Regions from separate parts of the Mus musculus genome. Here region 2 is linked to region 1. Evidence: chromatin contacts called from public Micro-C data. All regions are on one chromosome and are shown on one strand. The core of a region is the stretch at or near the end of the contact, and the rest is flanking DNA. Distances in the headings are between cores, read along the strand shown.

Region 1 (4,906 bases), core at 2,231-4,730:
ACCAACCCAGGTAGGAAACAGGTCTGGCTGGAGCCCAAGGTCTGGTGCACAAAACACTTTCTCTCATGATGCTGAAACTGTCCCGTCCCTAAACTCACATTAACAGCTAGACATTGCAAAGCAGAACGAAATGATGACTCAGTGGGGAGAGTATAGCCAGAAGAGTGTCCTTGTGCTTCTTCTGGATTAGCCCAGTAAGTACAAAGCTTCCTGGAAGAGTGCAGAAGTGAAAGGTGAAAACACAAGAGGCCGTGTGAACATCTGGAAGCCAATAGACCAGGGCATGAATCATCTACTCCGTAATGTACTGCACATGAACTTGTTTTCCATAATAAAATCTCTGTGTATAGCACCAGTTTACTTAGACCATACACAAATGTGTCTGCAGATTTTTCTGTAATTGAGAAATGTAGTCTGATTTGCCATTTGATCATGCAGAATGGTCTATCTGAGCCATAAGGGTACAGAGGTGACTGTGCCATAATCCAATCAATGAATTTTGTTTAGAGCAATTACCTAGATGGCCTTGGAACTAAATGCTTTTTAACTCACAAATCCCTGTCTCTTTCTAAAATGACACCTGGCTTCATGAAATAGGGTTTAAGTCAAAAGTACCTTATAGCAAAGAATCCTTGGCCCTACATGCCTCTGTGTTCCTCAAGGGTTACAAGGGGAGGCTGATCCAGGCATTCCCACCGTAGCCTGCTCCCTCATCCTTAGCCATACCCTTGAGCACTGTTGTTTTTGGCTATAGCCTAAGGATGGCACAGGCTTCCTCTTTCCCAATGTAGCAATCCCTTAGTACCAATCTGGCAGATTTTACTTCCCTTACCTCTCAGCCATACTGAAGAACCCTCAAGGCTTCTACCATGTCTGCCAGTCCATAGTCTTTGAACTTCATCCCTGAGAATGCCATCTGGCATTTATAAACAATGAAATCTATGGTTATTGACATTGTTATCTCCCCTACTGCTCAAGAGTTGACATCAAAACACAAGCATGCTATTCACACCCATCTCATGGCCCTGGATTTCCCAGTAAGCTTTGCTAAAATTGTGCTGCAAGAACAATTCTTTTATTTTTCTTTGCAAAGTTTTGAGTTTCTAATATCACTGAGTATTTTTTTTCTCAATCCAAAAAGATTTCTTGCAAGGTTTCTAAGGATTTCTACCCCTCTTCATGATTTCAGATATTCCTAGTGTTGACCCTGACACAGCTCCTCTATCCCCCACTAATGTAGCTTAAACTGAGATGAGATTTGGGGCCATGGACCTGTATTGCTTCCTCACAAGCAATGCTAAGTAGAAGGGTGAGGCTCTGCACACACATTCTTGAAGTCCATTGCAAATGAATCTGTCTTTGCAGTTAAGGTCCTGGCTGTGATGATTAAAGGAAAGCAATCCCCCCCACCTCCCAGAGCTCTAAGGGACTAAACCACCAACCAAAGAGTGCACATGGAGGGACCCATGGCTCCAGTTGCATATGTAGCAGAGGATGGCCTTGCTGGTCATCAATGGGAGGAGAGGTTCTTGGTCCTGTGAAGGCTCCATGCCCCAGTGTAGGGGAATGCCAGGACAGGGAAGCAGGAGTGGGTGGGTTGTTGAGCAGGAGAAGGGGGGATGGTAGAAGAGGTTTTTGGAGGGCAAACGAGGAAAAGGGATAACATTTGAAATGTAAATAAAGAAAATATAATAATAATAATAATAATAATAATAATAATAATAATAATAATAATGGAAGCAGTCATTTCTCTATCTGTGTCTAATGTGCCTAAAAAGACTTACATAGAAGCTATTTTCAACCTGTGGGTCACAACTCCTTTGGTTGGGGCTTGCATGTCAGCAATCCTGCATACTAGATATTTATATTATGATTCATAACAGTAGCAAAATTACAGTTATAAAGCAGCAATGAAATAATTTGGTTGGGGGTCACCATGACATGCAGAACTATATTAAAGGTTCACGACATTAGGAAGATTGAGAAACACTGTGTCTAGTCAGATTTAAGGTAACACTTAAGCAGCTTCGATCAACTCTCTTCCCCAAACCCTTACACACTATTGGTTAGCCTGAGTTGGTTCAGCCATTCTGAGAAACAGTACAGAAGACAAAAGTAGAGCTGCTGTCCCATCCATCAATCCCAAGTCCACATGCTACAGAAATGAAAGAGATGCTGGTAACACTGTTCACAGTAGCCTAAGTGTTTCACTGACAAGCTCACTAAAACAGGCAGTGTTGTGTACATGCACATGCATGCAGACACACAAACACACACACACACACACACACACACACACATACACACACATGCATGCACAAACACATGCACACAGATTTGTTTATGATTTCTCAGCATCCCATAATTTTGATAAGCATACAGCCCACAAGTCATAAACCTTTATCCACTAGCCCTTTACAGGAATAGTCGGCTGATGACTCAAGTAAGATTCAGTCTAACATTTGAGAAGTTGTCAATTAATCCTACAAAGGGATAAGGAAGTTACACAATAATGTGTTATGTATTGGTCTGTGGCCTAAAATGTGAAAGTATTTATAGATATGCATCTATGTATACTTTGCTCCATATCCTGAAAAAGTAATCCATTATCTTAATATTTAAAGTAACCTTTTCTGTTGAAAGTATTCCCTTAATGTAGTTAAAAGTATACATTTATGTACAAGCACACATTTTAAAAAGAAATACTCAGTTTAAATTAAATTATCTAACCTTCATAAAGTTGCTTCATCTCCCTAAGTTGCTTCGTCTTCCTATTCCTGTCTCTGATCATTGAAGTCGATAACAGTGTCTACCTCACAAGCTTGTGGAGGCAATAAGTGTAAACTTGTGTCCATGTGTGTACGATCAGCTTCTGTCATGTGATAGAAAACGGTTTAAGCAGAAAACACTGCAAAGCCAACCATCAGGAAAACAAAGTCTCTCCATCCAATGAGCTATTATCAAAGCAGAATTTGACGATTTTAGTGACTGGACTGGCTGAATATACATAGGCCTTTTGTAGAAATGGAAGCTCCCTTTGGTAAAACCATGTTTAGCCCTCATGTTTGGACATATGTAGCCAAGTTTTCACAGTATGAATGTAAAATATTTGGCTCATTTGCCTCAAGTGGTTATAACAAAGATTCTAAAATCATAATTCATCTGTCTTAGAAAATAACCTCCAGCTGCATATAGTAGTTTCTTCTTCCATTTCCTTAAAACCAAAGAAAACAGAATCTCCCTAAAAAAGCAATTCTTGTCTGCCAAGAATGTCCCATGTGGGCATCATTAAAGCGGAAGGTATGAGACATGAGATGTCAGCCCGACATTCTTCAGTTGTTCTCTGTCATATTTAGAGTGATAAACATTGTTTTGTCTATTCTAAGGCTTGATTTCTCTCCTGGTAAATATGATATTCCATTAAACCAGTCTGTGCTCGTGGTTTCACTTTGTCTCTTTTTAACTCCCTTCAGTCATTAAGCTGCCCAGCAGCCCTTCCAGATAGGAATGCAAAGGATATTTGAAAATAGCCTAAAACCAGCCCAAATTCCTATGGACTGAAAAACCTAGGAATGCATAAATTATATAAATTGTGTGTTCCTGTTACACACAGTTAAAATTATTGTTGGTGCCAGCTGTCTTTCTATCAAAGAGTCTGCTTTCATCTCTACTGAGCTAGCTCTGTCATTATTTAACATTGTTCTGTAACCCCTTCCACTTCTAGTCACCAAGAAGTGTACTCAGTATACCTTGGGGGGAGAAATGGAATTCAAGTGTGCTTCTTTGATTTCTTTGTTAATACTTCCATAGAAATTGTTGTATGATATGCAAACCATTTTAAATCTGCAGTTACAGTCAGAGAGATTACAACCTAGATAAACACATATCTAAACAGAACTCTAAAGGTTGCAAAAGGACCCTGATGTGTATGATACAGGCAGAAGCTGATTTTGTGGAAAACCAAAATATCCAGTTGATTTAATTAAAGAAAGGAGAAACATAGTTATTCCAGATGTCTGGCATCCTAGAGACCAAACACTGGAATGATTGATTGGATCTTTGACATGCCTCACCAGATGTTTTAGCCTCTTGGAGACAGCCTAAAAGGAAGGGATTGGGTTGGGATAGGTTTCAAATTCCTTCCTTCCTCCCTGGGTAGTCGTTGTGAATCTTTCTTATTTCTGATTTAGTCTCCCTTTCCCAGCTAATCTCTGCACCCGTCAGTAATATCCCTCACATTTTCTTTCAGACTGAATCTTAAAATATTTCAATCATGTAAGAAGCAGAAAACCAAATAGGAATGTAGAAACAATGTTATTCCTATCTCTTTGAACATTTGTCTTCATATTGCCTGGCCTCTGTGTTTTCTTCTATAAAATCCAAAGTGATTATTGCATCCCAGAAGCAGGATAAGAGGAAGCACTCTACCTGTAGTACCAAATCCAAAAGAATCTGCTAAAATCATAGAGGCAAGAGAGATATTCTCCTAAGGCATTATGATCCTGATTGCCCTGTAGTGGGAACATCCCTGTTCACATTGCCTATAATCAGCTTAACCCGTATTAAGTCGCTAATGAGTTGATGGTGAGATAAGCCCTTTCTCAAAGGAAATAAATTAGAAGCTGGCAATTACAGAAACAAAGGGAAGCGAGTTTAACCACTTTGCAGAATGACTCCTGGGGGTCTGTAGGTTGGACAGAGTTTTGAATGTTCCAAACCAGGCTTGGACCTGTGTGGAAGGCCAGAGGGATTCCCTTTGGCCTGAGTTTCCTGTTCTGGAAAACTATGTGATAACACTTTTCTTTTAGGTCTAGAAGGAACTTTGAAAACATTATCTGACAACTGGCTTAACAATTCTTTAAGAAATACCTTAAAACTCCCTTTTTAAGAGTCTGCAGGGACGACA
Region 2 (4,849 bases), core at 1,654-4,153, 250 kb after region 1:
ACTCTCTGTGGGTGGCGTCTGATGGGGTTAATGATCTGCTGTGGGGCAGATACACTCTTGGGGCTCATGGGCATATAGTCCCCATTTCCTTTGCGGTTGCTGGGCACTGGAGCCACCCCAGGAGACATGGGCATATAGCCATCATCAGTGTGGAGGTTGGAGGTGTCTGGACGGTGGTGGCCTCCACGACGTTCCAAGTGGTGCATCTCTAGACCCTCTTCGGGATAGGAGTGGGTGGGCACGAAGGCGGAATGCCGGTAGCCGGGCAGTCGGCCTCCACTGCCACCTCCTGGTGGGTAGGCAGCGGGCATCATCTCTGTATATTCCTCAATAGAAGCCACTGAAGACTGTGAGGGGGTCTTCTGATGGGAAATGGTAGGAGATGTGCCTGCGGAGTGAGTTCTCTTTCGAAACCGGTTATCCAGATCTGCTGCACCCGCGGCTTCATCTCCAGGCAGCGCTGGGCTTGTCCCCAAGTTAGCACCTGGGATGTAGCGATGGCCGTTGCCACCCCTAGACAAAATGTAGTGGCCATTGGGAGCAGCCAAGGTGGAGGCTCCCTTGCCACCCATGCAGATATAATTGCTCAGCTCCTCCTCACCCCTGGCTGGTGGGGTGTGCCCCAGGGAATCTGGGGTGACACTGCGGAAGGAACTTCGGAAATCGCAGGGACTAGAACCATACTCATCAGAAGAGATGAAACCGCCATCGCTAGGCGAACCGGACACGGAAGCACTAGAGCGCCTCGGGAAGAGACAGTCTGAAGTGGAGCCATGGCCACTGGTACTACTAGATGACAGACTCACTGGGCTGGTGGCTGAAGGTGAGCATCTAGAAGAAGGCATGGGGATGGAGCGGCTGTGGTTGAGTGGGGGGTGCAGCCTGGAGCTGCCTCGATGCCGATGGGCGTGGGTCCTGTTGGTGCTAGGGCTCACAGGACTGCCATCCACTGATGCTGGACGGGACATGGTGCCTTCGCCATCGCTGGAGGCACGCACCCGGAAGGAACCTGGTTTCCCACCCACCATACTGGCAGGGGAGGTGGCAGTGATGCTCTCAGTTCGAGATCTCCGAGTCAGTCCCACCTGGCTGGGTGGAGGGTTGTTGAGATGGTGCCTGCGCAGGGGAACGCTGATGGGGTTGGAGCAACTGGATGAAGACTGGCTTTTGCTGCGAGGGCGAAACTCATCGCTCATGGCCCTCATTGCCTCTAGAATGGTCTCATGCATGTTCTGGGCCACCACGGAGTCATCCACTTGCATCCAGAACTCGCCAGGCCCTGTCACAGCGGAACGCCCCACCTCGATGAAGAAGAAGTTCTCTGAGTGGCCACAGCGTCTGATATTCATCAGCTGCAGCACCACAGCGGCTGCCTCGGAGTTCAGCTTCACAAAGCTGATGGTCTTGCTGGTCAGGCAGAGGCGGTAGATGCCAATCAGGTTCTTTGTCTGACCCAGGCCCTTGGGTTTCAGGATAACCTGCCAGACCTCCTTGAACGCGGGTCCTGGACCCGTGTCATAGCTCAAGTCCTCCCCTGCCTCTCCAACGCCAGAGCTGCCGCTGCAGCTACCGCCGCAGCCTCCTCCAGCCCCGTCATGGTGGGCCTTTGCCCGATTATGCAGCTGCAGAAGAGCCTGGTACCAGCTGTCTTGCTCAGCCTCGCTATCCGCGGCAATGGCAAAGTGTTCGTCTCGGGTGTAGAGAGCCACCAGGTGCTTGTTCTTGGAGTCAGCCCGCTTGTTGATGTTGAAACAGCTCTCGAGGGGGATCGAGCGTTTGGGGGCGCTCGACTTGTGCCGCCACTTCTTCTCGTTCTCATAATACTCCAGGCGCGCTGGGCCCCCGGCCTCGCTGGCCGCCCGCAGCACGAAAAAGCGCTTATGCATACTCTTGGGCTTGCGCAGGTAGCCCACCTTGCGCACGTCTGAGAAGCCATCGGTATCCGGAGGGCTCGCCATGCTGCTGCGGAGCAGAGGGAGGTGTTGAAAAACTGGGTGAGGGGTGGCTTCTCAGTGCGGCCCCGCACATGCACTCCGGGCTGGAGGAAGCTCGCAGAAATTCTGACTCCAAAATTCACGCTGTTCCTGGAGCTGGGGAGGGGCAGCCGAAGGACGAGGTAACTGCGCCAAGGAAGATAGCCTGATCCGAGTTTAAGGGCGTTTCATGCCCAGAGGGAAGGGCAGTGGGTCTAGGGTGAGTGCAGCCGCAATCTTCCGAGGACTATGTCTCCCCCAGTCCCTGCAGCAGAGAAGGAGCTATGGTGCATCCCTTGCCGCCCCTGGTCGAGTCCGATGTAGGGAGGCAGCGATGGCCCGAGGAGTCCCCGCTTGGCTCTCTAGGCGCGCGCGCCTTCCCTCCCGAGTTCCCCTCTGGAAGTAGCGATTCCCGAGGCAAATTAAATATCCTTGGGCAGGGGGAGGCGGGCTGCCAAGTCCCAACGTTGCACCGGGTTCTCCCTCCTCCTTCTCCTCCTCCTCCTCTGCCTCCTCCCACCCTTCAACCGTCCCCGTCGCCACCAGCCGCCCAAATACCAGCTCAATCGCAGAGACCGCGGCGCTGCGGCTGTTGCTGCTGCTGCTGCTGCTGCTGCCGCCCGAGGACGCGTCCTCTGCAGCCCGCACTCGAGCCCATCTCGGCGGGCGGGGAAAGTGGCTTTTCCACGCGCAACGCTACTGGGCAGCTGGGGGAGCAGGGGACGGTCCAGAGGGACAGGCTCATCCCTGCCCCTAGCTCCAGTCCGCAAGGGAGGAGGGGAGGGGACGAGGGAGGGAGGCGGGGAGCGGGGGAGGTTTGGGAAGAGATCGGGGAAGACGCCCGGTCCTCCCGAGGCGCAGCCGCTGCAGTTACTTCTCTCCTCCTCCCTCCTTCTCCTCCCTCCTCCTCCTCCCTCCTCCTTCCTCCTCCTCGGAGAGTTGCCGAGAGCCCCAACCAAAACAAGCGGCGGCTGCGGCGGCTGGCACCGCGCGCTGGCCCTCTTCAGACCGCGCCGCCGTCTCACTCCAGAGGAGCAAAACACGTGACGGAGCCTCTGCGCTCAGCAGCCTGGCCGCCGCCGGGAGGCTCCAGCCCGGGTCTCTCTCCCTCTCCCTGCTCGCTCTACATTCCGGGCCGAGCCCGCCCCACGCCCGCCCCTCTCCACCCCCTGGCCGTGCCGCAGAGGCGCCCGCGCTGGCCCTTTGCTGCAGCGCTCGGGCAGCGCCCCTGCGTGGCCGGCAGAGCCCGGGGCGCTGTGTCTCCCACGCCCGTGCCACCCAGAGCGCCCCCGGCCCGTAGGAATCCCCGCGGCGGGAGGGCAGGCTTGTTTGGGTGGCTACCGGAAAGCAGGAGGGGAGTCTGGGAAAACGGGAGGGGGGGATCTGGGGAAGACGCAGGAGTGAGGGAGGGGGCAGTGAGAGGGGGGGTGCACTGCGGCTGCAGAGCCCCGAGAGGGTGGGGGCGCTGGGGCGGAGGGGACGCGGGTGACCTGCTAGCTCTCACCCAACAGGTAAAGGCGACCCCCGGGAGGCAGCTGGATGTCGGTGTCTGGGTGAGAGGCCCTGGTAGGGAGATCTACATTTTTGTAAGATTTTCTAAAGGACTTCTGAGCCAGTCTTCCACCTGGAATCTCCGGACGTACCGTGGTGAAGCACCTGGAAGAAACAGAGAGGGACGCCCAAGGGCAATGACTGTTGGCTAGGTTAGGGTCTCTCGGAATCGCGACCTGGGATCTCACACCTGGCACTATTAGCCGCTGATCACTAAGGAAATAAAATGTAAAAGTCACCATTTCTCTTCCTTCATGCAGGTGAAGAGGGATTCACACTTAAGGGTTAGTTAGTGCAAAAGGTGGGGGGCGGGGGCTGGAGGAAACCTGGCACCCCTTATCACATTCGTAAGTCTATTTGTGATTTTTTTTAAAGATGTAAAGGACCTTCAGAGAGTTCCTAAGTGTACACCCTTACTGTGTATATGTTAGCAGATGTTTGTTTCATAGTTTGCACGAGCATTAGACGACCCTATACACTTTTAACCTTGACCACAAGGATAAGTGGGAGACAAGGATAAGTGGCTAGGCTGCACAGGAAAATGGGTACTTCTTGATGAAAACGGGTCAGCAGCCTCTTTGCAAAGCCTATTTCTTAGTCTCACCACAAGCAGACGCTCCCCAAAGTTTTTTTTTTTCTTTTTCTTTTTAAGATGACCTATAAATCAAGCAGGGTGTCCCTGTCTAGCCCAACCGGCATTAAAGACCTACAAATGTGACGTTGCTCCCAGTGCTTAAAGCCATTCTACTCTAGCCATGGGCGGTTCTAGTTTTCCACCTCTTTTCCTAAGCCAGGAACCCTCTCAGCCTCCCGCTCTCCAGCACTGCAGGTTGTTTGCAGTGAGACGCAGCAGTAAAGGTGCTGGGCATGCTCAATCCACTAGACTGCCTGGCTTGGAGTAGGGGAGGAGCGGATGGGTAAAGGGGGCTGCGCGCCTCAGCATAATGCGGCTAGAGAGGCGGGGTGAGGTTCCTGGGGCAGCCTGCTGATTGGTGGAGTTGCCTGTCTTTCCTGTCTTGCACAGATGCGGTAAAGGGGAGAGAGGGAGAGGGTACAGATGTAGGCACTGGCGCCATTCAGATGCTTGCGGTACTTGAATTGGGGTATTCCGCATCTGTAGGTGTCACCTCCTCTCGAAAGCTCAGGAGCCTCTGTTTTCTCTTTTCACCTCCTTTATCATGCAGTTTCTCCTAAACCTGGTTAATGGATTATGCGGTACACATTGAATTGATAGCCTTCATTTTTCCCCTCTGACAGCTTGGTGATGCGGGCACATGTGCCCACTACAGGAAGGCTATAAATAGCAAGTAATTTGGAAAAGGTAC

What was found. A called contact is a pair of places that touch in the nucleus more often than the background predicts.
Region 2: a Micro-C map of palatal mesenchyme shows a contact between it and region 1, with 4 times the contacts expected there. The contact joins the promoter of Irs1 here to the enhancer-like site in region 1. A contact is called at or near these places in 15 of 39 promoter capture datasets (the 3T3-L1 cell line, 3T3-L1-derived adipocytes, the C10 cell line and 10 more), 1 of 15 datasets of contacts at CTCF or cohesin (pro-B cells), 24 of 484 Hi-C or Micro-C datasets (the 3T3-L1 cell line, adipose-derived mesenchymal stem cells, cerebellar granule neurons and 9 more), 12 of 115 datasets of contacts at active chromatin or transcription factors (the 230-238 cell line, the NIH/3T3 cell line, craniofacial prominence and 8 more) and 1 of 9 other capture datasets (pancreatic islet).

Annotation. Positions count from the first base shown.
Region 1 is chr1:82,038,166-82,043,071 of GRCm38.p6, forward strand. No RefSeq gene overlaps it. Among named protein-coding and RNA genes, the nearest start is that of Mir6344, 91 kb to the right of the region's middle. Within about 2 kb of position 3,481, at least 26 of the 459 cell types and tissues checked have an H3K27ac peak or open chromatin away from gene starts, as enhancers often do. A contact at or near this core is called in the NIH/3T3 cell line, craniofacial prominence, embryonic fibroblasts and 1 more, where this site is marked.
Region 2 is chr1:82,288,536-82,293,384 of GRCm38.p6, forward strand. Irs1 (insulin receptor substrate 1) reads right to left here and starts at 2,904. Exons shown (of 2, transcript NM_010570.4): 1 at 1-2,904. The coding sequence starts at 1,958.